Regions from separate parts of the Mus musculus genome. Here regions 1, 2, 3, 4, 6 and 7 are each linked to region 5. A link is a contact called in public Hi-C, HiChIP or PLAC-seq and promoter capture Hi-C data. All regions are on one chromosome and are shown on one strand. Each heading gives the region's core, a stretch centred on a gene start, on an enhancer-like site or on the middle of the called end of the contact. The rest is flanking DNA. Distances are from core to core; before and after follow the strand shown. Region 1 overlaps Ubap1 (ubiquitin-associated protein 1). Region 2 holds the start of Ubap1 (ubiquitin-associated protein 1). Region 3 holds the start of Fam219a (family with sequence similarity 219, member A). Region 4 holds the start of Kif24 (kinesin family member 24). Region 5 holds the start of Smu1 (smu-1 suppressor of mec-8 and unc-52 homolog (C. elegans)). Region 6 holds the start of Dctn3 (dynactin 3). Region 7 holds the start of Galt (galactose-1-phosphate uridyl transferase).

Region 1 (2,889 bases), core at 320-2,819, 630 kb after region 5:
GAAGTTTTGCTATTACACAACAATGACCAGGACAATGCTCTGGAAGACCTCATGGCCCGGGCTGGAGCCAGCTGAGACCTGGCCCTGCTACGGCCCTGCCACAGCACCACCATTCCCCAAGGAGGCTCTGCACAGCTCACTTGTGGGGAAGACGGGACATGCTTCCAGATTTTCTTTGGGGGTTAGAAGGTCGGATGTGGAGTTGACACTTGTTAGTCTCTGTGAGCCCAGGCCTGAGCTGGGGGAAAGTAGGAAGATTTGGGCATATATGCTCTCTATTGGTTCCTTCCATATTAAACATACCTGTGTTTTGAGAAGTGTCCTTCCCACTTTGGGCTTTCAGAAGGAATACTTGGTTCTTTCTGGGGTCTCTAATGTTCTCAGCCAAAACCTGGCCTGGCTACCAAGAAGAGTGGGAAGACAGGAGGAGCAGACTGCTGCTGTTTTGGGGCTAGATCCTTTCCTCTCCTCTCTGCTGCACCACTGTCAGACTGGGCTCTAACCCAAGTGGAATGCAACTGAGAGGGTCTTCCTGGGCCCGCCTTCCCCGACAGCCCTAGTGTTACACTGGTTCTGGAGTGTCTCTGCGGTACAAAGATGCACTTTTCTTCATGGGGCAAAGTCTGCCTCTTCTGCCAGGCAGTTCCCATTTGCCCCTGTCCAGACTGTTTCTTTTGGCTTAGACCATAATCCTCTGCTGCCCGGGGCATTGGAGCCCCTGTGCTAGGAAGCTGTCAGTTTTGAGTATCATTGGCCCTTTCCAGCACATGGGTGAGAAAACAGGCCACGACTTGTCACTCAGCACTAACCCCCAGTTCTTGAACAGCCTCCTCCAGCCCTGCTTTAGGATGACACAATGAATAACACCTAGGCATAGAAACCAGTCTCTTTGGTTTGTTTGTATTATGTTCTACAATATTAAAGATCTAAATACAAAGGATATAATACAGTCTTGAATCTAAAGTAATTTGCTAACTATTTTGATTCTTCAGAGAACTACTAATAAAAATCTAAAAGGTATGCCATGCTGCCTTAACCTCTTTATTTTGAAAAATGGTTTGACTCAGGACAGTGGGTAGATTACGGGTAGCACAGTCATTTCTGGCCTGGAACAGAGCCTAGTTGTCCCTTTCATATCAGTATCCTTTTCCCACTGAGGGCCTATGGGACTCAGAGGCTGGCCATCCTGTCTCATCTTTTTTTTTTTGTTTTTTTGGTTTTTTTTTGTTTTATAAATACAGACTCTCTAAACCTGGTCTAGTGCAGCCTGTGGAACAAGGGTATATGCTTTCTTGCTAAAGTGGAGAAGGGGTATACAGGTTTTGAGGTATCCTTTAAAATATGACAAGTCAAGTCCCTTTGCTTGTGACTACTACCAGTCACAGGCAAGGTTAAAGTGCTTCCCCGGCTCTCAGTGGTGCTCCTATAGCTGACAGTTCATCCTTAAAATTTCTAGTACTTATCTTTAGTAGAATCCCACATCCTTTTGGTGTTCTTGGTTGGGAATGGCCTCTGATTTTTAGTGGTTATGTGAGAGGCCTTAAGCTAGGAACAGGCTGCCATCTGGTGGTCAGTTCAAGCACTGCCCGTGGCTGCCAGACAAGCCTTTCAGCTCTTTTATAGAGCCAGACCTCACTATAGTCCAGGTTTAGACCATAATCCTCTGCTGCCCGGCTAATTCCTTTGAATTTAGTCCTCAGCATCCCAGATGCTGGGGTTACACATGAACAGTGTCACACCTGGCTTATCTTGGCTTTTTAAATATAACATCCTAAAACCATAGAGTTCTTAAATGTATGTGGTAATGGCTTCAGGGCCCAGGCTGTGACACATGAATCTCAGGTTAACTCAGGAAGACCTATGAAACTAACGGACTCTTGGAGGCTGTTTCCCTTGGGGTTCTCTCTGTTTAAAAGGTGATACAAGAGATGGGAAGATGGTTCAGTTAGTGTATGTGGTACAAGCATAAGAACTGCGTAGAAAGCCTGGAGTAGCTGGTTGTAATGGTGTATGCTACATCTTTAATCTTGGCATTTGTGAGGCAGGACTACTTTGTGAGCTGGTCTACATAGAGAACTCCAGGACTGCATAGAGAGGCACTGTCTCAAAAGAAAGCCTGGAGCGGTGGTCTGAGAAGGGAAGGGAGAGACAAGAATTTTGGACTTGTTGGCTAATCAGTCTGGGTAGATCAACAGGGAGACACTTGCTTCAAAAATAAGGTAGAGAATGATTTGAGGGTACCTGGTAACATCTGTCCTGCACACACAGCAATACAGCAAGAACTCATTTGAAGAGATGTGTGTTTGTTGCTGTGTCAGAAGATTCAGACTGCTGACTGTAGACTCAGTCCCAAGACACCCGTAGCAAAGGCCCTTGAGTGTTGCTGGCCTAGTACCTTGGACCACTCAAGCCTTGGCAATAGACTTGCCTGAGATCTCCCAGCCTGTTTAATCATTCAGAGGCACTGGGAATGAGGAGTCATAGACAGGAGCTAGGACCTGCCACAAGAACTATGAGGGCTGGCAGACACTGACATGGGCCTGCTGTTTTAGCAAAAAAGAAAAATTAATGAGAAAACCGTGCTGCTGTTGGCACCCTCAAAGCTGGATTGCAGGGAAGGAAACTAAAAGCATACCCTGGACCTCAGGTGCTCTTAAGAAAGATATCAAGAGTTGTTCGCCAGGTGTGGTGGCTCACGCCTTTAATCCCAGCACTTGGGAGGCAGAGGCAGGTGGATTTCTGAGTTCCAGGCCAGCCTGGTCCACAAAGTGAGTTCCAGGCCAGCCAGGGATATACAGAGAAACCCTGTCTCGAAAAACCAAAACCAAACCAAAACAAAAACAACCAAACCAAAACAAAAAAAGAGTTGTTCATTTTATAATTTCCAAA
Region 2 (2,873 bases), core at 186-2,685, 590 kb after region 5:
GGATTATAGATATTTGTTCTTCTCTTGTGCTCCAGGAAATTGCAGTTTCTCTTAATAAGAGATTGGTAAGAGCCTAGTTTAAACCAGATACAGTGCTGTAACTCTTGATCCCAGCACTCTGGAGGCAGAGATGGGCCGATCTCTGTGAGTTCCAGGACAGCCAGTATTAAATATTGCAAGTTTAGGACCAGTCTAGATTACACAAGACCCTGCTTCAAACAAGAGAGTCAAACACACACACACACACACACACACACACACACACACACAGACGGAGAGACAGACAATCACACAGACTCCCACAGGCATGCATGTGTGCGTGTACGTGAGAGACAGACAGAGAGAGAGAGAGAGAGAGAGAGAGAGAGAGAGAGAGAGCTGGAAAATCTGACCATTTCCTTTCTGTATTGCATGTTGTAGTGAAGTCTCTCCTGAAGCTGCCCAAGTTCACTCCTACTCCCTAACGTTCACTGCTTTCACTTTAGTGTAGAGGTTCCCCCCCCCCCCCCCCCCCCGTGTGAGCCACCCACTTATTATGGCCACTTTCATTCTCCAGAGTTCTGCTTTGCTCACTGGCCTTTCCACAGATCTGTTAACTAAATACAGATAACCAAAAATTGACAGTTTGCTGTTCCTTGCTCACCGTGACCCCCTCCCCACAATGTTGCACCCAGAGTTAGAGCCTCCTCATTTTTCAAAGCTCAAATACCATCTTGTCTGCTACATAAAATCTGGAGACAAAACAGGCTGGAAAAGTAGACAGGGCAGTGCATTGTGTTTTCTCCAAAGCACTTTATGTCAGCTAAGGATGCTTGTCTAGGAGGCCCTGGGTTTGATCTCTAAGCACTTTCCATACCAGTAATACTCTTTGAGTTTTACTAGAGTCAACTCTCTCTGATCTTATTTCTTCCATTGATCATGAAATTTTAGAGAAAAATATTAATTTAATCAAATTATAAATTCTCCATGAGCCTATATCCAATACACAGAAAGCAGTGAAGGCTTGGATTGTGTTTCGACTTTGAATGCACTGGATATTAAAATTGAAGAGACATTTATAGTTACTGTTTAACCAATTTATTTATAAACTTGGGTCTAGGATATATGAGACCTGTTCTGAAAAACAACAAAACCTCAAAATAAATGGAGAAAGTGAGACCAAAGAGTATGAGACTGGTCTACGAGTCTGAGAGGGTTTCTAATTTCCAAAGAGGATTCGCGGCTAAGGCTTTGGGCGTGTCCTCGCCTTGGCCGCGCCTCTTATCCCGAGTCTTACCCTCTCAGTGACCCCTCCTTTCTTCTTCCCCTTAGGGTCCGCAGGGATCCTTCAGTAAGGAAGCTCCCGGTTGCAGGAACCCTTCAGCTCTGGAAGAGGGATTTAGTTACGTCACTGTCGGCTCCTCCCATTGGTCGGGGCGGGTGGGGTGCGGCGCCATGATGTCAGACGCCTAAAGGGGCGGAGCGTCGAGGGGAAGGAGGAGGGAAGTAGGCCTTCAACATGGCGGCTGTGGTACTGGTGGTGGCTACGGTGACGGTCTGGCTCGGGGCGGGTAGAGTTGGAAGAGGTGGTGTTTGCTCTCCCTAGGGGCAGCGGGAGCCCAGCGGAGACTGAGCCCGGGAGGCCGGGCGGCGCCAGCACCTTTCAGCTTTCGGGACAGCAGCGGCATTCAGGTGAGGGGGCCTGTCTCTGGGGGAGGGGGAGAGGGGCGGAGTTGGGGGAAGGGGCCGGTACGGGGCGACCGGGAGGAGGGAAGATGGGGACCGGGCGCCCAGGAGCCTGGAGGGATGAAAGGATCTGGAGTAAAGGAGCGGGAGGGAGGAAGAGCCGGACGACGACCGACGACTCGGGGCGGATTCTGGGCGAAGGGTCAGAGTGACGGGACCGGAGTTGAAGGGGCGGAGGGCGGACGGGATGCGGGCAAATGAGTTCGGATTAAGGGGACTAATTCGCTCAGAAGACAGGCTCAGTGGAAATCTCGAGCTTGAGGGAAAGATTTCTCTCAGTGGGAGCTAGAGCCGGTCCAGGAGAGGAACCCCGATTTAGTAAAGAAGGTAGCGCGCTGGGGAGTTGAGGGTGAGCTTGGGATGTGAGGATTTAGTTATCTGAGCGAGAGATGAGGGAGAGAAATCAGACCAGGGGGTGACTGCTTTGGGGGATATCTTTGGCATTGTGTGGTCTTCTCTAACTGTCTCATCACTGTGGTCTTCTCTAGATTTTTCTTCCTTTTTTAATTTTCTGGGCGATTACCTGGACTATACCCCTGGGTCTCAGAAACAACCCCGTGTCTTTCTTTTGAGGCTAAGCATTTCTCTTGACCAGCGATCCCTCACCTTTGTGTTGTTGCCTCGTGTTTTTTGAGTTGAGACTTAGAAATATAATTATTTAAAACAATTTTGTATTGAACTGGAGTGAGATTTTGATACTTTTTAGACAGACATCATAGAGTGTTGTAAACTCAAATTCTGTTCACATTTTCATGGATAAAGTGTTTTGTCTTCTCAGTTGTAATTGTTAGTATTTGGGAATTTGAATAAACATGGTGTGTGTTACCTGAATTTTTTTTTTTTAATTTGATGGTATAACAAGGCATTTCGTTTTCATTGATAAATAGGTCTTCTAGGGGCGAGGAGAGAAGGTTAAACAATTCAGAGCACTCATTCTTGCAGAGGACCCAACCAAGTTCAACTCTCAGTTCCCACATGATATCTCACAGTCATCCATAACTCCAGTGCCACCTTTTGATGCTCCTCTGCTAATAGGCAGGGATGTGGTATATATACATACATCATGCAGGCAAAACACTCAGATATATGAAATAAATCTAAAAGCGTTTCTTTTTCTTTTTTTGGTCAGTAAGCTCAGCCCCCCCCTT
Region 3 (3,280 bases), core at 59-2,558, 810 kb after region 5:
CTAGGCCTCTGACTTTCCTACCCATATGCTGACAGCAATGACAGTCAGGTAGCCTCAGGGCAATGGCCAGGAGGCACCTTCTTCTTTAGGCCATGCCTCCATAAACTGGCATCGCCCTCCCCCTTCCATCCCCTCGGCGCCGGCATCGATGACATCATTCCTGCCTGACTCCAGGACCACGGACCGGAGGCAGGATCCCCGCCCAGCAAAGACTCCAAACACGTAGGCCTAAGATGATAGGGGCTCTTCCGAATTCCGAACCGGTCGGCACGGCCCACTTCAGCACAGCTCCACCTCTTATCCTGGAGATACCTTCCCATGGACACCCTTGAGTCTCCATCTCGCCACCGCAAACTCTTCCCCTTCCCGATGCCCCCAGATCGAAATGGGGCTCCTCTCTCGAGAGGAAGGAAATTCCCAGGTTCTGCAATGAACCTCTGCCCCCATCAAGGCCTGGTTCCTGCTCAGCTTTGCTATATTTATCTAAAGGACCGGCGGGCAGGCCTCTCCTTTTCTAAAGGCCTATTTCCTTTCCTCCTTAGACTGATCTGCTGGCCTCCTCCCTCGCCCTGAGCATCACAGGCCTCGGGGAGCTAAACGCCTTTCTCATCCGACCCCCCGGGCTTGCTGCCAAAGATGCTCTGTGACATCCTCCTAAATTGCCCTCCACTAGAGGTGTGCACTAGAGTGCCTCCCTTGGTCCTATCCGACGGCGTTCTGCATCTGCTGACCGTGCCCTCCGCCCTTTCAGGTCCTTCGCTCGCACCGCTGGTAATCTCCCACGGTTTTCTCGCTCTGCAAATCTCCCTCCCCCGGCAAAGCGTTTTCAGGACTCCCTCTACCTTATCAGATGGCGCCCCCTCGCACAATCCCCACGGCCTAGTTCCTTCCCTCCCCTCCAGCGGCGCCCCTCCCGGCCCTGGCCTCTCCGCCGCCCGCCCCCTCACCAGCGGCTGCATCTCCGAGTGCGCGGTGGGCACCTGGAACCGGTCGATCTCCTCCATCATGGTGCCGGCGGGCGAGCGGGCCAGGGGCCGGGCGCGGCCAGGGACGCCGATGGGACCGCGCGGGGCGGCGGCCCCAGAAGCCCGGCAGATTATGCAGACTAGGCCGCCCTGGACCGGTCGGGCGGATAGGCGGATGGAAGGATGGATAGGCGGCGAGAGGCTCGCGGGATGACTGAGACCGGCGTAGCTCCGTGGGGTTGCCTAGAGCTACCGCGGCAGTAGCCCCGCGGAGCCGCAGGTCTTGCCTCGCCTCCTCCTCCGCCGCCGCCTCCTGTCAGCAGCTCAGCCACTGCGGTGACTCTGCAACTCCACTTCCGGGTCCGGGACACCGCCCGGATCCTGCATTATTCATGAGAAGGCGGTGTCTGGGTGCCCCAGCCCTTCCCACTTGCGGGAGCTCCTTGCGCGGAGGGCGGACTTATCTTTCTCTGCGGAGGCGGGGCTTAGCGGGGCCAGAGGATCCCTGCGCGCCCAAGTTCCGCCTCCTCCCCGTGTCCGGAGGGGGCGCTAGGTGCGCCTGCGCACCCGGTGCCTGTCGGTTGCTGGGTAACCGCGTCAGGGAGGAGCTGATGCTGTTCTACAAGGGCGCGAGGACCCACAACGTCAGCTGTCCCCGAAGAACCCTGGTGACTGGGAATTGAAGTGGAAGAGAGTCTGCACTTCCTGTGTGTGGTCAAGAAGGAGAAACTACTCCCCAGGAGAGGAAGCGTTTTGTAGGTTTTTCAGGGTGTGAGGTGCTTTCTATTCTTGCGGCAATGCCCTCGAAACAGATTCGTAAGCAGGTAATGTCTTACTGTGGCCTGCTGTCTTCTGAAGACCTCTGACCTTAACCGCCAGTTATTTCCTGTTGACCTCCAACCTCTCTTTCTTGTGACTCCTGGTTTGTGTTCCCACTGACCTGATTCTCCTGTTCTTTCTCACAAATCCTGCCCTCCTCTCCCAAATTTTCCTGAACCCACAGTCATTTTACTTTTAACCGAATCTGGTTTTTTCTTATTACTTCCATCTCTTCACAGACCCATCTTGTCTTGTCTTCGCCCTTAATCTCCCAACACTCCACTGAGTCCCTTCCTCATTCCCCTCTCATTCTTGTCCCAGTGGATTTTTTTATTCAACACTGCAGCATGGTCACTGCAGAGCTAAGTAAGTGGGGACATTTGCCATGTGGGAACTCAGAGAGGGGGCATGAGAACTGCACAGGAGACACGGAATAGAACAGATCGTGTGCAGGAATTTGGAGCAAGAAGTCAGAGAGGAAGAAAAAAAGACCCTTTTTCTAACCATGTTCCCTGCCCTCCAACACAAGTTTCCTTCTTATAAGACCCTCATTCACTTAGCCTTGTGAACGTTATGTTTCTGTCACCTGGCAATATGTTATCCCTTCTCACAGGAGAGTTGAATTACTCCCCAAATCACCACACATGATAAGCTAGTCTCAGGTTCTCAAGGAGCATTCTGCGATATAAAAGAATGACTCTTTCTGTCCTATAGAAATTGCTTTTATTTCCTAACGTCTAGCAGAGCATCTACTTTAAAAACAAACAAACAAACAAACAAACAAACAAAATGCTTTTCTATACTTAAGCCTAGGTATATTGAGGTTTGGAGAGCAAATCTGTGCCCATGATATCTAAGACTTCACATATTTTGGTAGAGGTTCTTGTATATCAACTTTGTGCCTTCTGCTTCTTTGACACGTGTCATCTACAGCTGAAGAACCGATCAGTCTTAGAGCTCTGTAGGCATTGAGAGGCTGTCTCTCCTTGTATTTATTGGTCATGCCCTGGTTTTATGTTGAGGCGGAATTGTGATTTGAAACTCTTGTTCTGTGCTCAAGGCAGCAGACCCTTAATTTATAGGCAGTTTGTTTTAAGTTGACATTACCAAGGTCAAGCTAGTTAGATATAATAAAACAGACCCTTTTGTATGCTTCAGGTTTTGATAGAATTGTTATGCGAATACAATGAAAACATAGAATATGTCCTCAATTACAAGAAATTCCCTGTGCCTTAGTCCAGTTGAGGTCTCCCTCCCTCCTGCCCCCTCAGCACTGGTCTGCTTTCTCTCACCACAGATGATTTGCTTTCCTGGCAGGTTATAGTTTAAACAGAATGAGTTTCTCCAGTCTCCTCAGGCGAAACACCAGTGACAGCTACATTGAAAGCAGAAAGAGGTGACAACAGAGAGGAAGGCGAGAAAACCTAGGCCAATGGGCCCGGCACATCTGCTGGAGGGAAGGGGTATTTTAGTACAATATAAATACTAGTGTGTTG
Region 4 (3,215 bases), core at 164-2,663, 710 kb after region 5:
TGCACATAACCTATAATAAGCCTAATGGTTCAAATTCAATGCCTAGAACCCACATAAAAGGTCACATGTGGTACTGCACATGTGTAACCCTAGCACTCCTAGGGAGAAGTAAGTGTGTGTGTGTGTGTGTAAGATAGAAATATCCTGGAGTATGCACTGCAGCAGCAGAAACAAGCTGCTTAAAAAACATGGAAAATGAGAACCAGTTCCTCAAAGTTGTCCTCTGACCTTCACTTGAGTGCTCACACACACACATACATACACACACACACATATACATATACACACACACATACACACACACTGTTAAGTGAAAAAAACTCAAAGTCAAATAATTGATTTCAGTTTCCAAAGCACAGATAAAATGTTACGATAGTTGGTGGTCAGTAAACAACAAGAGGAAATCCTCGGGCATATAAGGACAGAATGGCCTGTTATAAGCAAATACATTTAGGGGTTTGAGAAGAGGTACTTGTAGGCCAGACTACAATGTGGAGAGAGCACGTCTCTCTGATTGAGAACTTTGTCTCAAAACCAACCAACAAACAAAAGCCACACAAACAAAAACTTAAAAAAAGAAAAGCAGTAAATAATGAAGTAATGTATGTATGCTAGCGGTCAGCTTGCTTTCTCCACTCTATTACTGCTCAGAATTCCCTGCCTTGGGAATGTTGCCACCCACACTGAGCAGGTCTTCCTGCCCCCAACGTGGGAACGCCAACGCTGAATTTTCTGTCTCTTGTATATGAGATTAGGGTGTCCTCTCTCTTCCACCTGCCCCCAAATCGACTTTGAATGGGACAAGGCAGAAAGATAACTGAATCTATTTGTAGTGAGTGAAAGCCAACTGAACAAATATTTCCTTAAAAAAACAAAACAAACAAACAAAAAACTAATATGCGTAAGACGCTGTGGAAAGGCTTGTCTTATCTCAGAGGTCAAAATTATATGAGAAAAAAGGAGAATGAGGTTTGCGGAAGTTCACAAAACAACCGAAAGTCCAATCGAAGCGCTCTGAAGAGCGTGTCTCAAAGGCAAGAGGCCTTTGGGGTACTCAGAAAAGCCTCAAAGCTGGTGGTGGTCGAGGTAATTGCTGAAGAGGCGGTAGACAGGGAGATGAAACGTGAGAGAGCGCGAGAACCCTCGAAGAACCCGAGAAGCCAAGTTCTAGTTACCCCGCAAATACCGGTCTCGGCTCGCGCCGCTCGCAGACAGGAGCACCCGCTCCCGCGCAGGCGCAGAGCCTGGGCTCAAGCTAAAGCCACCGTTTCTCACCTCAGGGCAATCCCGGCTCCTCCTCAGTCAGTTTTCAGGGAGGACCGAAGAAATAGTGCGGTGAGGAGAAAGCCCTAAGGCCGGGCTAGCAGAGCGTCCGGTCAACCCGCCTTAGGTGTCCGCCAGGCCACATCCCCATGGCAACGCCACAAGCGCCAGTTCGAACGCGCGCGCCGACGCCCGCCCGCCCGCGGTCCCGCAGCACCGACCAATGGTCATTCACAGAGCCTGTCACCTCTCCTCTAAAAGGCCAATCAGAAATCAGAAGGGGAAGGGGGCGGTTCATTCTCCACCAATGGTTCAGCTTGAGGCAGATCTCGCGACGGTCCCAGCCAAAAAACCACGCCTCAGGGGCGGGTGGAAGCGCCTGATGCCCAATTCTGTGGCTCGTCTGAAGTGCAGCCGGGCTCTTCTGATTGGCTGGCGCGCTACGTCTCCGTTCGAGGACCGCCTCCTGCCTCTGGGCTACGGGTGAGTGCTGTGGGGCTGGGGGGCGTGGGGAGTGTCGCGGGCTCCTGACCTGTTGCTGCGGGGACGGAGCTGGCAGTGAGGCGCGTGTAGGCCAGGCCCCATCCACTCGCGGGACCTCGGTTTATCTCTGTGCACCAGAGAGGACTAGGTTCAGTGGTGAGGGCGTGGGTCGGAAGAATCCCAGAGGCAGAGAGATTCACCTTTGGGACTTAGCGGGCCAATCATATCTTCTCCCTAGGCTTGCTTTGTAGTTATCGATTAAACCCTGCCTGCATTCCAAAAGATCTTACGTTTGGTAAAAATTATTACTTGTGTGTGTGTGTGTGTGTGTCTGTGTCTGTCTATGCGCGCCACGTGCGTGCAGATGCTCTCAGAATCCAGAAGGCGTCGGATCCCAGGAGCTGGAGTTAAACGTTGTGTGGGCCACCTGGTATAGGTTCCGGGGAACCGAACCCCAATCTTTTGGAAGAGTGACAGGTGCTCTTTAGCCCCCAGAGATAGAAAGTCACAAGATTCCCGTCTTAAGAAAAAAAGGCGAAACAGCTTAAATCGAGAAGAGTCAAGTTGCCAATGCAGAAATGTTCTAATGTCCAGTGGCAATTAAGCTTAATGATGTTAGAAATTGGACGTGTCTGCATTTGATTAACTACTCAAAAATATTTCTGAACCATAGTTTTATTTTTTTTTTCCTTTTGTGAAAAATAATAGTAATGCTTCAACGGGTTGCAAAGACTATTGGGAAAAAATGCTTGGCCAGGCCTAGCCTCTCAGGTCAAAAAGGAACCACCAGCATAGTAGGAACAAATCCAGTAGCCAGCATGTGTGCAGCTTCATATGTACTTTAATGGAGTGCTCGTTTTTAGCTCAAAAATGAGCGATTCGGGGGCCTGGAGAGATGGTTCAGTGGTTAAGAGCCCTTAACCTCTCTTCCAGAGAAATTTGAGTTCATTTCCCAGCATCCATGCCAAGTGGCTCACAGTAGCCTCCCAACTCCTGCTCCAGGGCATCCATGGCCCTCTTCTGGACTCTTCAGGCACCCACATACCACACACAACTGGCAGACACACAAGACATAAACAAAAGTAAATCACTAATCAGTTAAAGAATAAATGTAATTCTTACTAATAAGGAAATACAGTATTCAAAAGAGAAAATTGACAATATATTAAAGGGAATTAATCTTGTTGATCTTTAAAAATTACTAATACTTAGTGTGAACACTGTTTATCAGCTGTTTCCTGAAAAATATAAAAATGATAGTGCATGTCTTTATTCCTAACAGAGGCTGGAGGATCTCTGAGTTCCAGGAGAGACAGGACTATGACACAGAGGTGGGGAAATTCTTGATTCAACTATTAGAAAGAGTTGACTGCCAGTATAATACAGAGAAGCATTCAGGTGGCCTATTATAATACAAGATAAGAGTGACTGGCATGTATTCATGTCTGTCTACACATACTTTAAACTCT
Region 5 (2,914 bases), core at 38-2,537:
TCTTTAATTCCAGCACTCCGGAGGCAGAGGCAGGTGAATCTGAGTCTGAGACTCACCTGGTCTACAGAGTGAGTTCCAGGACAGCTACGGCTTCACAGAAAACCTTGTCTCAGAAGCAAAACCCAGGAAAAAAACGACTTACATATAACTGAGTTAAAAATATGTATCTCACCGGGCGTGGTGGTGCACGCCTTTAATCCCAGCACTTGGGAGGCAGAGGCAGGCAGATTTCTGAGTTCGAGGCCAGCCTGGTCTACAAAGTGAGTTCCAGGACAGCCAGAGCTATACAGAGAAACCCTGTCTCGGAAAAAAAAAAAAAAAAAAATATATATATATATATATATATATATATATATATATATATATATATCGCTATGAAGAGGCTCAGGCTGGACTCCAGGCCTTCCTACTTGCCCATTTAATACTGCGATCATAGACGTGCATACTTCACATCCAGCTTCAGTCTTAAAAATACATAGCAGGTTTCAGACTCCGCCGACTTAATTAATAAACCTTGCTTTTCTGCAGATCTTCAGAACATGCGTATCTCTCCCCTCCACTCAGAACACAGCTGTTTGCTAATTTCATAATTTAATTTTACTTTTCAAAAAATAAAAGGCGGTGGGTGGAGTCCTGGGGAGTCCAAGCAAGACTCTTCAGTCACTCACTCCCCGCCCACCTGGCTCCTCGTCGCCGTCCCCGCCTTCACTAAGTCTCATTCTTCTGACTCAATCAATATTCAAATTCTGTGTCCACAAAGAGGTTCTCTCTCTCTGCAAATTGCAAACCAAATCAATACACCACACTGGATCTAATCAGATAGGAGAAGCAGCAGAGTCTTTGGGGTAACTAGTGCTTGGACCAGAAGGAAGAGCTGAGGGACTGGCGGACACCCGGGCAGCGCCGAGGGCGGTGTGGCTAGCAGAGGAAACCACAGTAGTCAGGTCTACTCGGTGTGCCCCAGCACAGCCCGACGCCGGGGCCCAGGGGCTCCAGACGGCCCGCCCCACGGCTGCTCTCTCGCGGGCCCATCTAAAGAGGGAGCCAACCCGGAAAGTGCTTCGAGGCCGCAACCTCCGGCGCGCAGCTCCCCCTCCAACGTCCTCCGACCACCCTCCACTCCACCCCACGCCACGCCGCGAACACGCCACGCCGCGAACACGCCACGGCAGGACTCACTCGGAAGACTCGATTTCGATCGACATAGCGGTAACGCTCCGGGTCCAGGCCCCACTCAGCACACAGCCGGTCGCACAACGCCGCGCGACACTTCCGGCGGCCGCGCTGCGACACTTCCGCTCCGTTAGGGTCTAAAGGGCGAAGGAAGAACACGCCCAGGTGGGCGGGGCGTGAGGGGCGGGGCCTCGCGAAAGCGTGGCAGGACTACGAATGCCCATCGGTTTCGCGAACGTACACACAGGTGGAGTCTTTCTACAGCCTTGGCTGTCCCGCCCTCCTCTGCCTCCCTAATGCTAGGATTAAAAGTGTGCGCTATCGCGCTCAGATCCAGCTAAGAATTAAGTTGGAAAAAGCTGCGGTTACGGAGAAAGAAATGTAACCAAATGCGAAGTTATAACAGATCTGAGACTCCTTTCAATATAGAGTTTAAATCATACCTTACTGGTATGGCATGACAGAGCTGAGGACATAGCTCAGTGATCAGAGTGTTTACCTAGCAAGTCAGACGCCCTGGTTCAATCCCCACTAATAAAAAACCATACATAAATATTGATGAATTTTATAAATAAAGGCTAGGGAAAAGGTGGGATGGACATGCAGCTTATAGCTGGCTTCAAACTAATTATATAGTTGAAGATGCCCCTACTTTCCAAGGGCTAGAATTACAGATGGCATCACAGTGCTTATCTCCAATAAGAGCTATTTTAAAATTCTATTGACAAAGTACATATATATGTATACACTTATATATATATACATATTCATACATATACATATACATATATATACACACACACAACACAGTGGCATGTCTATCTTGTGAAATTACATATTGAGATAGTTTAGGGATTTCTAATGGCTCTTGTCTACCTTCCACACAATTTCTTTACAGTCTCCTTTTTTCCCCCCAGTGCTAGGTATCAAAACCAGAGCCTTTCAATATAGCCGCTCATATGCTGTTTATGTTTTCATTTTTACTTGATTTTTGTTTGTTTGTTTTGTTGTATTGTGTTTGGTTTTTGACACAGGATTTCTCTTTGTAGCCCTGACTGTCCTGGAACTTGTTCTGTAAGCCAGGCTGGCCTTGCTGCCTGCCTCTATTCCTGAGTGCTGGGACTAAAGGAGGGAAATTTTTAAAAAGAGTCGTTTGAAACTAAGTAGAGAAAATGACATATGCTACTGTTACAATGAATGGGATCTTCTAAGGTGCTTGGATTAAAGAGGTGTATCACCATGCCCAGCTCTTTCACGTTTCAAATCACCTATTTCCCATCAACTCTAAAGAACACAGTCTCAGCCAAGCAGTGGTGGCACACCCCTTTAATTCCAGCACGGTGGAGGCAGAGGCTGGAAGCTCTGTGAGTTCAAGGCCAGCCTGGTCTACAAAGTGAGTTTCAGGACAGCCAGAGAAACCCTATCTCAATAATAAGTATAATGACTTCTGAGATAGTCTCATTCAGAGCACAGCATAGGAATTTATTTCTTTCTTCTTTTCTCTCTCTCTCTCTCTTTCTTTCTCTCTCTCTCTCTCTCTCTCTCTCTCTCTCTCTCTCTCTCTCTCTCTCTCCCTTCCTTCCTTCCTTCCTTCCTTCCTATCTTTCTTCCTTTGTTTCTTTCCTTTGTTTGTTTGTTTGTTTTCTGAGATTGTGTTTCTGTGTCTCCATGGCTGTCCTGGGATGAGCTGATTCTCCCCTTCCATCACTTGGAAGAATATTGAAGGGAAGATTACAAAATA
Region 6 (3,059 bases), core at 111-2,610, 970 kb after region 5:
ACCCCTATATTTGGGCATGATATATGCAAATACCCTCACCCAGGTCTTTCTTAGCTCAAGGCTGGGGAACGAACTGGCTGGCCTAGCTCTAGCCTCATACCCTCCACATCAAGTCTAGTACAGGAGACGGAACACTCTGGGATCCCAAAGACAGTGCAATCCCCATCGTAGAGAATACAGAAGAGAATCAGTTTAGAGGCAGAATACAGTTAGTAGTTAAGGGTTTGAGCTTAAGATGTCTGCGGGATAGCCCAGTGGAGGAGACCAGTAGACAAAGATCAATCGGGTTCTCGGAAAGTCTGAAACAGAGCTACACACTGGAAACATAAAGACGTGAAATGAGTAACTGAAATCACGGCAGTGAACGAGCCTGCCTAGGACTTAGGATTCTAACAGTCAAGAGTCAGCTGGAGCCGGAGGCTGAGGAAATGAACGACTTCACTCAAGGCTTGTGTAAAAGGTGAATACTAATATTTAAGGGACTAACACACAAGGGAAGGCACACAAATAGATGCCAAAGGGGGAGAGTGTTTCGAAAAGTTGGTTCTCAAACTGGAACAGAATGTGCTGGTGACAATTTTACAAAAAAATACAGAGACACATCATTACCTTTGTTCCAGAACATTCTTAATTCTACCAGAAGCGCTCCAGTAAATGGTTTCAACATCGTAAAAAGGGATTTTAGGGCACCTCTAAATTTTTGTCAAAATTCAGACACGATGTTCGCCCACATCTGGACACTTAGGGCTCAATTACTAATCTTCCTTTTCTGGGCCTGCTCAGACCTCACCGCTCACCCTTTGGAGCCTGTAGCACCTGTGCTCTGCCTCCTCTAGGACTCCTGTCTACGCGTAATTCATTTAGCAATTAATTTTGCATGGCTCTAGGATGACACTCCACTGCGGGCTTCAGCTCTTACTGAAACTCCCATTAATCAATTTTTAAATGCGTCTGGTCTCCTTAGAACGCCTGTGAGCGCGCGGAGTTTTTGTGAAAGTTGTCACCGAACCCATCTTAAAAAGGCTTAAGCATCTCCCCCATCCCAATCCCCTCGGGAACGGACCTCAAGGGTCCGATTGGTACCAGGAGGTTCTAGATCTTTGTTATTTATTTCAGAGCCTGGGCTGAGGACGACCTGACAGAAGTGGTAGCATCCGACCCTAGGGCAGGGCCAGTGGACCGCTCCTGTCCCGCTCTGCCCCACAAACGGATCAATAGACCGGACCCCTCACCTTCCTGGAGCCTCGGGTCCCGCCCGGCCCGTACACCCAGCGCTCCAGCTCCTCCACTCGAGACTGTAGCCGCTGCACATCGGTCAGAGCCGCCATCGTTTCTGCAGCCTGGCCGCAGCAACCCGGAACAGCCTGAGGGTGGGACGTCCGCCTAAATAAGAAGACTGGCCAATCCGAGAGCACCGTCACGCCTTGTAGGAAGTGACGTCACTGTTTAGGCTTTGGATGTCGGAAATAACCGATGTCAAAGCAATCTGGTTACCTAGGTAACGTTCTGGGTCCTAGTTCTACCCTGGTTTCCAGGACTTGGTTGTCAAGACTTTTAGTGCTCTAAATCCAAGATTCGAAGAGATTTCCTCCCCTCCCCCATTCCCTGAGAGTTAGCGTATAAATATACCTATTATTCCAAGATAGGTTTATACCCATAGATCAGTAGGCAGCTTCTTGGGAGAGACACCATACATTTTTGGAATCTTTTAAAGATCAAGTGATTTGTACGTAAGCCTCTTGTTGTCAGGACGTACACCCAAACAGTCTGATTTGTGACCGCGCTCTGTGTGGTGGTGCTAGGAGAGAAAGGAGAGACAGAAGGATGACTGTAAGTTTGAGGCCAGCCTGCTCTACACAGTGAGTTCAAGACCAGTCAGGGAACAATGTAGAGAAAGCTTGCTTCCCTTCAAAAAAAAGTGCTCTTCTATTCTCTCAGAGCTTTGTTCTTCTGCTTCCACTTGGACAGCTCAATGTAGTCTGTGGATCCCCCACCTCCCAGACCCAAGCAAGAAGAGGAGGCACAGGAGACACGGGAAGTACAATTTTATTTTCCAGATGCAACCCAAGGGACATCTTCACATTCAAATCCAATCCTTCACCTGCTTCCTGAAAAGGAGCAGAATTGACTCAAAGAGGTGGGGTACCAAAGGTGACACTGACATAGGGGTTACATGACGGAGTGATAGGGGTTCTCGGGGGAAAGCTCTTTGGTAGATGCTGCTGAAATTAGCTAGGGAGACAGTGTCTGCCTTTTACGGTGAGGTAGATGGAACGTAATATAAATCCCTTTGGTGTGGAGGTGGCATGCTGACATCAACCAGGACTGGATCCCAGAGTGGGCGTCACATCCTGAAAGAATCAAGGTAGGAGGGTGCCTTCTCCCCCCCTAAGCAATGATATTGGGACTCTTGGTTCTCAGTAGCTGCTTTCAGGGCAAGGTACTGGAAGGGGGCCCTGTAGAGGGTAGAGGTGGAGGATTGGTTGGACCCAAGGAAGCTGGCACAGGTTGGCGTCGAGCAAAGAGGATACCTGATAAAGGGTATAAGAGATGTAAAATTAAAAAATAAACGAGAGAATGTGGGACTCCCACAAAGCACGGACAAGTCCCTCTGACCAGTGAGAAGCTCCTATGCCGTTGTGGGTAGCTTGAAGTAGGTGCGCAATAAATACTCACAGATCTGTGACAAAGCAGACATCCCATGGCAACCATGCTGCATAGACCATGCTGGGACCCCATGCCTTGTAGACAAACTCTTGAATCCATTTTAATGTAACAATCCTCTAAACCCCCAAGCAAGTTCAGATACTCCTGAACGTCATGCTCATAGAGAAAATCTAAAATCCCCCATGCCAATGAAAAAGCCAACTTCATGCCAATATAGACCCTGTAATTCCCATACCAGTGTAGACCACCCCATTGATCTCTAGTGCCACGTTGATACTGCTGATGCCACTGCCTGCCAGATTGAGGGGCCCATCCAACCGCTCTTCTGTCCAGAAGAAGGCAGGGAAGTCACATTTGGGGGGAAGCAGATTTCACACTTAGACTCCTTCCTC
Region 7 (2,948 bases), core at 393-2,892, 1.0 Mb after region 5:
ACCAATCAGGGATAACTTGAGGGGCAAGGATGCATAGCATCACTTGGTATAGATGAGAATGTCCTTGTCTGTGGGAGTGACCAGACCTTGGGAGCCAGTATTTAAAATATTTATTTATTTATTTATTTATTTTATACATATGAGTACACCACCATTGCTTTCTTCAGACACACCAGAAGAGGGCAACAGACCCCATTACAAATGGTTGTGAGCCACTATGTGGTTGCTGGGAATTGAACTCAAGACCTCTGGAAGAGCAGTTGGTGCTCTTAATCCCTGAGCCATCTCTCCAGCTCCCCACCTCCCCAGCCAGTATTTTGCATCATAATACATAGCAACAGACCAAACCTCAACAGCCTAGAATGTTCTATGTAGCCAGGCTACTCATTGATATGCCTGTCTCTGCCCTTCAAATACTGATGGCCTTTTGCTTGTTTTTGAAATTGGCTTCACTATATTGGCCAGGATGGTCTAGAACTTGTGGGCTCAATTGATCTTCTGCTTCAGCTTCTAGAGTAGCTGAGACTATAGGCAAATGCATCACTGTGCCTGGTATGTATGCACAAACGCATACACGCGCGCACACACACACACACATTACTGTCTTTTGGTTTACTTTTTTTTTTTTTTTCGAGACAGGGTTTCTCTGTGTAGCCCTGGCTGTCCTGGCACTCACTCTGTAAACCAGGCTGGCCTCGAACTCAGAAATCTGCCTGCCTCTGCCTCCCAAGTGCTGGGATTAATGGTGTGCACCACCACTGGCCGTTTGGTTTACTTTTATATAGATTGGGCCTTGTTATGTATAACTGCGCAGGCTGAACTTGAACTTGTAAGTTTACTGTCTCTGTTTCTGGAGTGCTGGGATTACAGGTGTGTACCACCACACCCTATACTTACTCAGTTCTCTTTATCTAACCTTATTTCTGCTCCTGAGGCTAGAGGCATAGTTACAGTGAAATACTCACACATCCGGGCAATACCTGAAGGGCCAGGCTGCAGGCTTCATCTATAGTATGATCAAGTTCCTCACCTCCACCCCCTCTCCACAACTTGCATCTTAACCACACACAGCAGCTCCGCAGGTGACCCAGGTCATGAGTTCAGAATGCTGCTGGTCTTTGCACAGGGCGTCTCTATGCTCCACACAGAACCTAGGTGCCTGGCACACGGTTAAGATGCTCAGTAAAAACGATGTCTTCTGAACAGGACAGGGCCTGATGTGCAAACACAAGAACTCACTACACCTGTGGTTACCTGCACAAAACATGAGAATGGACCCATAGAGGTTTCTTACCGGTTTGGGGGGCGGTGCACTCACGAGGCTCCGCCCTTTCTGATGGACTATTGGCAGTTAAAGGCTGCTGGCAGGAGTGTCCTTGAGTGGTGAAGCTGATATGTCATGCTCCAATAAATAGCCCTAATGTCGTGCAAGCAACCCGAATCCGTGGCGGGACGAATGGACACAGCAACCAGTTTTCACAGATGCTCTCCAGAGAAGTAGCTACAATCCGGTGTGCAGGAGAATCATCAAAACAACCTGGGGAAGTGAGCGTGGCGGTCCCGAGCCCCGCCCTCAAGTGGCAGGCTGTGCCCCCACCGTCACGTGTTGGCGACTAGCCAATCATCCAGGGTGGGCGGGGGGAGACATGGAATGGGGCGCTCACCTTGTGTACCTTAGGTCAATTCGTGTGGCCTCACGTCGCATAGCGGAGCCGATCCTGAGCAGCGCCAGCAGGCTTCAGAGGCGGACGCCATGGCAGCGACCTTCCGGGCGAGCGGTAATTGCTGGGCGGCCTGGACCCGCTACGGTGCGGAGCCGAGCCTTCCTTTTCCGTAGGAAGTTCTAGTCCCAGAGTCAAGGTCGGCACTCCTACCCGAGGCCAGGGTGGCGGGCGAGGGAAGGAGGGGCTTGCAGGCCGTGTGGCACGGAAAGCGTTTAACCCTTTAACTCCCCTCCGCCAGCCTATAGCTTCTAGAAACACTGCGCCGACCGAGCGTCCCTGTACTTGGGCCTGCTAGGGCATTAGAGCCACTCGGGGAAGAGAGAGACAGGGAGTTTTGCTGACTGATCCTTGTCTCTCCCCAGAACACCAGCATATTCGCTACAACCCGCTCCAGGACGAGTGGGTGTTAGTGTCGGCTCATCGCATGAAGCGGCCCTGGCAAGGACAAGTGGAGCCCCAGCTTCTGAAGACAGTGCCCCGCCACGACCCACTCAACCCTCTGTGTCCCGGGGCCACACGAGCTAATGGGGAGGTAAGCCCGAATACACAGCCACCAACTGGGATAGGAAAAAAATCCTTCTTCCTTATTACTACCCTTCGCCCACAAGGGGGAGCAGTGCGCCTCCTTTTGGGTCATTTCCGGGCAAGCAATTTTGATCCTTTGAGTGGGGCCTTCCTCGCCCCCGTTGCAGCCTGGATAGCCCTTGAATTCCGTCAGGTAGTATTTCTAGCCTATTCTTGTCAGTAGGTGAATCCCCACTATGATGGTACCTTTCTGTTTGACAATGACTTCCCGGCTCTGCAGCCCGATGCTCCGGATCCAGGTACCCTCAATTTAACCACTGTTGGGGAGAAGGGAGACTGGGTCTGACCCGGGTACCTGTGCTACAGAGAGTAATACTCCTTTATTCCAGGACCCAGTGACCACCCTCTCTTCCGAGCAGAGGCCGCCAGAGGAGTTTGGTAACTTTGGGTTTCCCCTCTTACAACCTCCAGCCCAGGTCTGAAGACGAAGACCTGAGCTTGGGCCCTGCCCTTAGCACCCAATCCACTTCCCTATGTCATTTTTCCCTCACCACCTAGTAAGGTCATGTGCTTCCACCCCTGGTCGGATGTGACGCTGCCACTCATGTCTGTCCCTGAGATCCGAGCTGTCATCGATGCATGGGCCTCAGTCACAGAGGAGCTGGGTGCCCAGTACCCTTGGGTGCAGGTCTGTGAGGG

The links. Hi-C and Micro-C count contacts between places; a contact is called where the count stands out from the background. HiChIP or PLAC-seq counts read pairs in DNA pulled down with a chosen protein or histone mark. Capture Hi-C pulls out chosen DNA fragments and counts their contacts.
Region 1: an H3K4me3 HiChIP or PLAC-seq map of bone marrow-derived macrophages shows a contact between it and region 5, with 2.6 times the contacts expected there. The contact joins the enhancer-like site here to the promoter of Smu1 in region 5. A contact is called at or near these places in 2 of 39 promoter capture datasets (the C10 cell line and pre-B cells), 2 of 115 datasets of contacts at active chromatin or transcription factors (bone marrow-derived macrophages and large pre-B cells) and 1 of 9 other capture datasets (liver).
Region 2: a contact with region 5 is called in an H3K27ac HiChIP or PLAC-seq map of microglia, with 6 times the contacts expected there. The contact joins the promoter of Ubap1 here to the promoter of Smu1 in region 5. A contact is called at or near these places in 5 of 115 datasets of contacts at active chromatin or transcription factors (astrocytes, extraembryonic endoderm stem cells, large pre-B cells and 2 more).
Region 3: a Hi-C map of CD8 T cells shows a contact between it and region 5, with 7 times the contacts expected there. The contact joins the promoter of Fam219a here to the promoter of Smu1 in region 5. A contact is called at or near these places in 2 of 39 promoter capture datasets (maxillary cranial neural crest and pre-B cells), 2 of 484 Hi-C or Micro-C datasets (CD8 T cells and regulatory T cells) and 1 of 9 other capture datasets (liver).
Region 4: a promoter capture Hi-C map of liver shows a contact between it and region 5, with 2.3 times the contacts expected there. The contact joins the promoter of Kif24 here to the promoter of Smu1 in region 5. A contact is called at or near these places in 4 of 39 promoter capture datasets (cranial neural crest, erythroid cells and liver) and 1 of 9 other capture datasets (liver).
Region 6: a contact with region 5 is called in an H3K4me3 HiChIP or PLAC-seq map of bone marrow-derived macrophages, with 6 times the contacts expected there. The contact joins the promoter of Dctn3 here to the promoter of Smu1 in region 5. A contact is called at or near these places in 2 of 39 promoter capture datasets (cranial neural crest and liver), 1 of 115 datasets of contacts at active chromatin or transcription factors (bone marrow-derived macrophages) and 1 of 9 other capture datasets (liver).
Region 7: a contact with region 5 is called in a promoter capture Hi-C map of adipose tissue, with 2.3 times the contacts expected there. The contact joins the promoter of Galt here to the promoter of Smu1 in region 5. A contact is called at or near these places in 3 of 39 promoter capture datasets (erythroid cells, liver and pre-B cells) and 1 of 9 other capture datasets (adipose tissue).

Annotation. Positions count from the first base shown.
Region 1 is chr4:41,388,747-41,391,635 of GRCm38.p6, forward strand. It overlaps Ubap1 (ubiquitin-associated protein 1), which reads left to right. Exons shown (of 7, transcript NM_023305.3): 7 at 1-1,020. The coding sequence ends at 75. Kif24 (kinesin family member 24) reads right to left here. Exons shown (of 13, transcript NM_024241.2): 13 at 2,002-2,889. Among named protein-coding and RNA genes, the nearest start is that of Ubap1, 41 kb to the left of the region's middle. Within about 2 kb of position 1,570, at least 23 of the 459 cell types and tissues checked have an H3K27ac peak or open chromatin away from gene starts, as enhancers often do. A contact at or near this core is called in bone marrow-derived macrophages, where this site is marked.
Region 2 is chr4:41,347,561-41,350,433 of GRCm38.p6, forward strand. Ubap1 (ubiquitin-associated protein 1) reads left to right here and starts at 1,436. Exons shown (of 7, transcript NM_023305.3): 1 at 1,436-1,671.
Region 3 is chr4:41,568,230-41,571,509 of GRCm38.p6, forward strand. Fam219a (family with sequence similarity 219, member A) reads right to left here and starts at 1,309. Exons shown (of 6, transcript NM_001159583.2): 1 at 948-1,309. The coding sequence starts at 1,007. Dnaic1 (dynein, axonemal, intermediate chain 1) reads left to right here and starts at 1,565. Exons shown (of 20, transcript NM_175138.4): 1 at 1,565-1,789. The coding sequence starts at 1,763.
Region 4 is chr4:41,463,435-41,466,649 of GRCm38.p6, forward strand. Kif24 (kinesin family member 24) reads right to left here and starts at 1,414. Exons shown (of 13, transcript NM_024241.2): 1 at 1,276-1,414. Nudt2 (nudix (nucleoside diphosphate linked moiety X)-type motif 2) reads left to right here and starts at 1,714. Exons shown (of 3, transcript NM_025539.2): 1 at 1,714-1,746.
Region 5 is chr4:40,756,598-40,759,511 of GRCm38.p6, forward strand. Smu1 (smu-1 suppressor of mec-8 and unc-52 homolog (C. elegans)) reads right to left here and starts at 1,288. Exons shown (of 12, transcript NM_021535.4): 1 at 1,180-1,288. The coding sequence starts at 1,205.
Region 6 is chr4:41,721,803-41,724,861 of GRCm38.p6, forward strand. It overlaps Dctn3 (dynactin 3), which reads right to left and starts at 1,361. Exons shown (of 7, transcript NM_016890.4): 1 at 1,233-1,361. The coding sequence starts at 1,328. It overlaps Arid3c (AT rich interactive domain 3C (BRIGHT-like)), which reads right to left. Exons shown (of 8, transcript NM_001017362.2): 7 at 2,903-2,992; 8 at 2,034-2,531. The coding sequence ends at 2,431.
Region 7 is chr4:41,753,875-41,756,822 of GRCm38.p6, forward strand. It overlaps Galt (galactose-1-phosphate uridyl transferase), which reads left to right and starts at 1,643. Exons shown (of 11, transcript NM_016658.4): 1 at 1,643-1,778; 2 at 2,087-2,256; 3 at 2,473-2,548; 4 at 2,639-2,687; 5 at 2,808-2,937. The coding sequence starts at 1,754. Gm42274 (predicted gene, 42274) reads right to left here and starts at 1,898. Exons shown (of 2, transcript NR_155499.1): 1 at 1,295-1,898.